Linked DNA regions of Mus musculus: region 1 is linked to region 2. The links are chromatin contacts, called in public Hi-C maps. All regions are on one chromosome and are shown on one strand. Each heading gives the region's core, a stretch centred on a gene start, on an enhancer-like site or on the middle of the called end of the contact. The rest is flanking DNA. Distances are from core to core; before and after follow the strand shown. Region 1 has its middle 7.2 kb from the start of Gm32334. Region 2 has its middle 6.5 kb from the start of Gm32128.

What was found. Hi-C and Micro-C count contacts between places; a contact is called where the count stands out from the background.
Region 1: a Hi-C map of liver shows a contact between it and region 2, with 2.2 times the contacts expected there. The contact joins two enhancer-like sites. A contact is called at or near these places in 1 of 15 datasets of contacts at CTCF or cohesin (the NIH/3T3 cell line), 7 of 484 Hi-C or Micro-C datasets (8-cell embryo, bone marrow-derived macrophages, granulocyte-monocyte progenitors and 2 more), 3 of 115 datasets of contacts at active chromatin or transcription factors (the HL-1 cell line, the HPC-7 cell line and liver) and 3 of 9 other capture datasets (adipose tissue, liver and pancreatic islet).

Annotation. Positions count from the first base shown.
Region 1 is chr1:191,493,148-191,495,924 of GRCm38.p6, reverse strand. No RefSeq gene overlaps it. Among named protein-coding and RNA genes, the nearest start is that of Gm32334, 7.2 kb to the right of the region's middle. Within about 2 kb of position 1,319, at least 55 of the 459 cell types and tissues checked have an H3K27ac peak or open chromatin away from gene starts, as enhancers often do. A contact at or near this core is called in adipose tissue and liver, where this site is marked.
Region 2 is chr1:191,412,736-191,415,499 of GRCm38.p6, reverse strand. No RefSeq gene overlaps it. Among named protein-coding and RNA genes, the nearest start is that of Gm32128, 6.5 kb to the left of the region's middle. Within about 2 kb of position 1,334, at least 14 of the 459 cell types and tissues checked have an H3K27ac peak or open chromatin away from gene starts, as enhancers often do. A contact at or near this core is called in adipose tissue and liver, where this site is marked.

The DNA of each region.
Region 1 (2,777 bases), core at 70-2,569, 80 kb before region 2:
TAAACTAGGCACGGTGCACACACCCATAGTCCAGGACTTACATGTAATATAAGAACAGTGAGGCAGAATCAGGAGTTCAAGGACAGCCTGAGACCCTCTCTCAAAAAAATTTTTTTCTGAATAACAACTTTTTTTTTTTTTACATTTAGTTATTTTATGTGGATGTGGGTATGTGGGCCACAGCACTCATGTGGCCAAAGAACAACTCGCAAGAGTCCATTCTGTTTCTCCCATGTGGGTTCTGGGGATTGATCTCAGAACATCAGGTTGGCAGCAAGCCCCCTTCTTGGCTGAGCCATGCTACGGCCCTTGCTGTAGTTTCAATAATAAAGCCCTATCCATTCTGTGTAGTTCTAGTGCCTGGAGAGAGATTACTACATTCTGGGGACCCTCCAAATCCAAGGAATGTCATTATGTCTACCCAGTGTTCATGTCTCCAGAGAATACACATTTCAGTTCCAAGAAACCGCACCAAATAAACACCGTTGTAAACACAGCCACAAAGGAACGGAAGCAAACCAAACCACCCTAAGGGAGGCCTGAGTCCTCACAGCGGGTCAAGAGCATTTCTAAACAAACACAAAAGGAATCAATCGCACCTGCTCCAGAGCCTGCCAAAAGAATAGAAAGCAAATCCAAGAAAGTCAGACTGGCGCCCAGAGCACCCACTAGGGCCAAGCAGGAAGCTTGCTGAGGGAGGAGAGGCCAGATTAGCAGGTGTGTGTGGGGGCACCCCAACTGCATGCCCCATGGGAGGCACACTCAGGTGGGTTACATAATCGCCTGGCTTTTATTGAGTGATCACAAGCACAGGACATATCGGCCACTCGCTCCCTTCGGTTGCTAAGGGACAGGCTGGTAATCAAGTGTTAAGTTGTCCGTGTAGATGAGAAAAGGGTGTCAATACAGTCCTTGGAGCGAGGGCAGGGCGTTCAGAGGTTAGCAGCTGAGTATCTGCCCCATCCCTTCTGTTAAGCAGAAGGGCTCTGCAGCCATGGGGGGTTGGGGGGGGGAGGTTCAAGCTTTCTGAGTCATCTCAGACTTACTGAAAAATCTGTATTTTATGTTGATTTTTGACATCTGCATTAAAAATATTAGTTTTTTTTTTTAATGCACTTTGAATTCACACTTGGGATGGATCATCAAAGAAAATGCAAGTGCAGAAGAATCCAGGACCTCCTGGTGATTTATCACCCAAATTGCTGTCACTGGATCCCTGTTCTCCTGGGTCCCACAGGCAAAGTTTGGAACCCAGATCTCTGGGTCTGTGAAGTCAGTGTTCCCCTGAACTGTCTTCAACCTTTGAATCTGGGACAGTCCTCAAATGCTTTGTGTTAACTCCACCCCTTTGTCTTCTGTGCCATAACACCGAATGCCTTGCCACCCTAGGAATGTAGCCAAAAGGAGCCAGCGGCCTGCATTTGGGACTCAGAACAAATACCAGCAGTCACAGCATCCCACAGAGCTCTGGAGGTGCTGAGAAACCTGCACATAGACTTGTTGTCTGCTTTCTACTAGCAGAACAATGTTGGCCCAGGCAGAAGAGGATTCAGGGATATGAAGGCTAAGGTGTCTTGAATGTGGATCTAAGACAGACCTGATGGCTCCCAGAGTCTGAATCTTATTCCTGAATCTTCCTTCTTCAGCCTCAAGGCCCAGCACCACCATCCTGATCTCTGAACTCTGGTGTTGACCACAGGAAAACGCCTTTGCTTGTTCTTGGCAACCCTCCACCACACAAGGACAAAAATAGGTCAGTGCACCTCTCCCAAGCTCTTTGCTTTCACTGATGAGAAACAAACGCCCGTTTGGTTTACTTTCCCTTCCAACATTCAGGAAACCTCTCGACTGAGAGATTGGGGTTGGGGGTTAGTGAAGCCAAGAGTTTTAAGTTTTGAAACCTAAACCATTTGACAGGTCCCACAAAGTACTGAAAGCCAAGAGCTCTGTGGTCCAGTCAACACTCTTGCACATTGTGTCTTAGTCACTAAACATAGCTCAGCGTTTATTTATTCCGGTATCTTAGATGCAAACAGAGGAACAACAGCGAGGTAGGTTTGTGCGTCACGCAAGAGAGAACTCTCTAATGGAGCCTTCCATCCAGGGAAGAGAGAGCCCTTGGAAGTGGGAGATACTTCCCTTCTGATGATACTAACGAGCTCTTAGCTGTACTGTTAGTGTGAGTGTGGGGTGGGGTGACCTTTCTGCTATCTTTAAGCCCTTGACTCTGTGGCTCTGTGGTCTTTATCTCCATGAGCACTGAGGTCTGGGCTGGCTGGTTATGGTAAAGTGTGCTGACTCAGGAAAAGCAGATTCAAGATCACAGCTAGTCGGGTTGTGAGGAATACTTATGAGGTCCTGTGGCCACATGCAAATCCTAGAAATATTTCTGAATGTTTCCATCATGGAGAATCCAGGAAATCAGACTTCTCGTTGGAAACGCTGAAGCTTATGTTGGATCGTGTGCACACTCCTAAGTCTCCTCACTCAGAACTCTCCTGAGTTGGGTTGTTCCAATAAGCTGGGCATTTCAGAACTGTTTATTCTCCATCCTCAAGTAAATGTCATTTAGAATCTTAAACTGGAGGCATCTGAGACTGAGACTCTGCTGCCATGTCTGCTCTCTCCACACCCCTCCGTTCCATCCATACTCCTGTCTGCTACACACACACACACACACACACACACACACACACACACACACACCTCTATTCCATCAGTGACAGCCCTAGTCCTTGGGCCAAACCTTGAAGTCACATGTGACTTTCCCCTTCACA
Region 2 (2,764 bases), core at 85-2,584:
GAACGCATATAGAACTGAACATGTTCTTGTAGTTGTAGTAAAAAGAGAAGCAGGTGAAAATTCTTTGGTGGGAGTGATGTTTGAGAGAAAATTCATTTTAATAACACGTTTGCTCCCTCCGAGTATCTCGAAGATATCTTTTAAACAGATAGTCAGTATACAATTTTTTCATTTCACTTTGGTTTTCTCATGAGAACTTTCCAAATTTATGTGTATTTTTAAACCTACAGAATGTTTCTATTCAAATACTAGATTTGCATCAGAAATACTTGATCTGTATTTATATTTCACATAATTTATAGCTGAAAAAGTATTCACATACCTGATTTATTCCAAACATCCTAAAACTTAAAAAAGCATTTCCAATATCCTGGTTAAGTACCAAAAATAATTTTCTCTGTTTATATATACATCCATAATTTCCAGCCTGGTTTCTTTTAGAGCTGACTTTAAATCCCATTGATTTTAAGCCTGTCTGATTTGTTAACTTTGTGTAAGTCTGTGCTAGTGTTCATTTATTGATCTGTGAGATTAGCACACAAAATGGTGGGTGTCCTCACGGCATCTTCTGCTCACACATCTCACCATGCTTAGTTTTAATTTTTTCCCTCCCATGCTGACCTTTCTTGGTCCCCTCCCTCCTCTGTCTTGTTCTTTTTCTTCCCCCAGGTGGGTACCCCTCTCCTTTCTTTCATTCTCTCTATTAAGATCTCTAATAATCTCCATTAAGATCTTACCTTCCTTAAGATCTCTTCATCCTCTCTCATGATTACCTCCCTAGTTTTACAGCCAACACACACACACACACACACACACACACACTGAGCACTGGCAGAGAGCACAGATAACTGTCTTCTATTTCTGCATTCCACAAGATGATGAGTCATATCACGTGTACACCTTTAGGATAACTTTAAGAACTACGCCCGCCCACGAGCTCACTCAGCAAGCTGAGCGCAAGCATCTTTTCAATATGTATCATTTCCATGGAATGAAGAGCCAGGTGTTGGTGGTGCTCGCCTGTAATCCCAGCAGCAGCCTGGAAATAAAGGCAGGTGGATTTCTGTGAATTTGAGCCAGCCTGACGTCATAGTGAGACCCAGTCTCAGAAAAGTAAAAAGAGGAGCAAATGGACAGACGAAGGATGAGCCCCTTGTTTAGAAGCTGCAACAGTTCAGCCAGGGGAGGTGAGGCAAAGCCAGAGGCAGGAGGGCAACTGGACGCCAGCAGGGTTATATAAATTTAGCTTCTTGAAAAACTGGAAGCAACCCTGTCTCAAAAGGGTCAGGGGCATAGAGCACTTGCCTGGGATGTGAAAGGTCCTGGCCTGAGCACTGAAGCCAAACAAGCAAGCAAGCAAACATCACAGGCAACGGCAGCCCTTGATCTACTTTTGCCAGGCACCCTTCACTGTGACAGAAGTTATGCCTGGTCTCTCTAGCAGAGATCTTTGACAAATGTAACATTTGCAAATGTCTATACCAATGAAAGTAACATTCAGCTACGGAACAACAATACTTAAAAAGAAAGTGAGTTTGAAAATCCTGTGGAATGAGGTTATCCAAAGTATCAGTTGGTTGTGTTTCTTCTATCACATGACTTTCTCTGTCCCTGAAGAAAGTCCTGAACACCTGGATTTGAATCGATTGGATTTTGGCATTGTCAGGAAGACTTTGGAACAAGACAATTATTGCTTAATTGAGGAACTTCCAGGTCTTCCCCTCCACCTTTGTTGAGGAATGACTGACAAAAGCTGTCCATATTTAAGATGCAGACATCTGATAAAAGCTGTGACAAAATTACCAAATGAAGACAGGTATTTCACAACCATCTCTGCAGGTACCCTTTACTGGGTAGTCTGAATGCTTAAGATCTAATTACTATACATTATCACTAATTGATACATTGTTATTTTTTTCTGGGCTGGGGACTGGCCAGGCTTTGTCTTGCTAATTAAGCATGTCCCCGCTGAGGACCCCCCCCCCCCCCCCAGCCCTAGGATCATTAATTTAACCGTGGCGCTCAGATCTCCACACTGTAAATTAGGGCTTACATCTAAAAGGCAGTGGCTTCAGTCAGCAGGTGAGAGTCTCCACTTCCTTTACTCCCTGCCCTTAGTGACTACCCTGCTCTTTAACTCCTTGAATGCCACACGTGAGACAAGGGTGCAGCATTTGTCCTAGTGTGTCTAGCATGATGTCCCCCAAGTTTATCCATGTTGCAGGGAATGTATTTCCTTCTTTATAAGGCCAAATCATATAGATCACCTATGTAGCTCACATTTTCTTTATCCATTCATCCACCAGCATGGGCTGTTTCTGTAATTTGGCTATTGTCCCCTGTGCTGGAGAGAGCAGAGTGTAAGGATCGTTTCAAGGTACTGATTTCATCTCCTTTGGATCGATATCCAGAAGTGGAATTGTTGGACCATATGGTAGCTCTGTTTTCAACTTTTTTTTTTTTTTTCAGGAACTTCCAAACTGCTTCCCCTAAAGGCTGTGTTGAGCTTATACTAGTTGTAAAATGTCTCTCAGATCTTCCCCTTATTTTCTCCAGCAGAATTTCTAAGATGGAGATGGTAATGTTCTTGGCCACCCCTCCATCTAAAAGTGGTTCTCTTTTGGGTGTGGGAATTCAAATCATCTTATTGGTAGCAGCTAACATTATGAACCCGGTCCTGGTTAAGAATTACTTAAAAATATTTATTGAACATTTACTTCTAATTTCAGGCAACTCTCATTTAACTGTTGGGAGAAAAGTTATT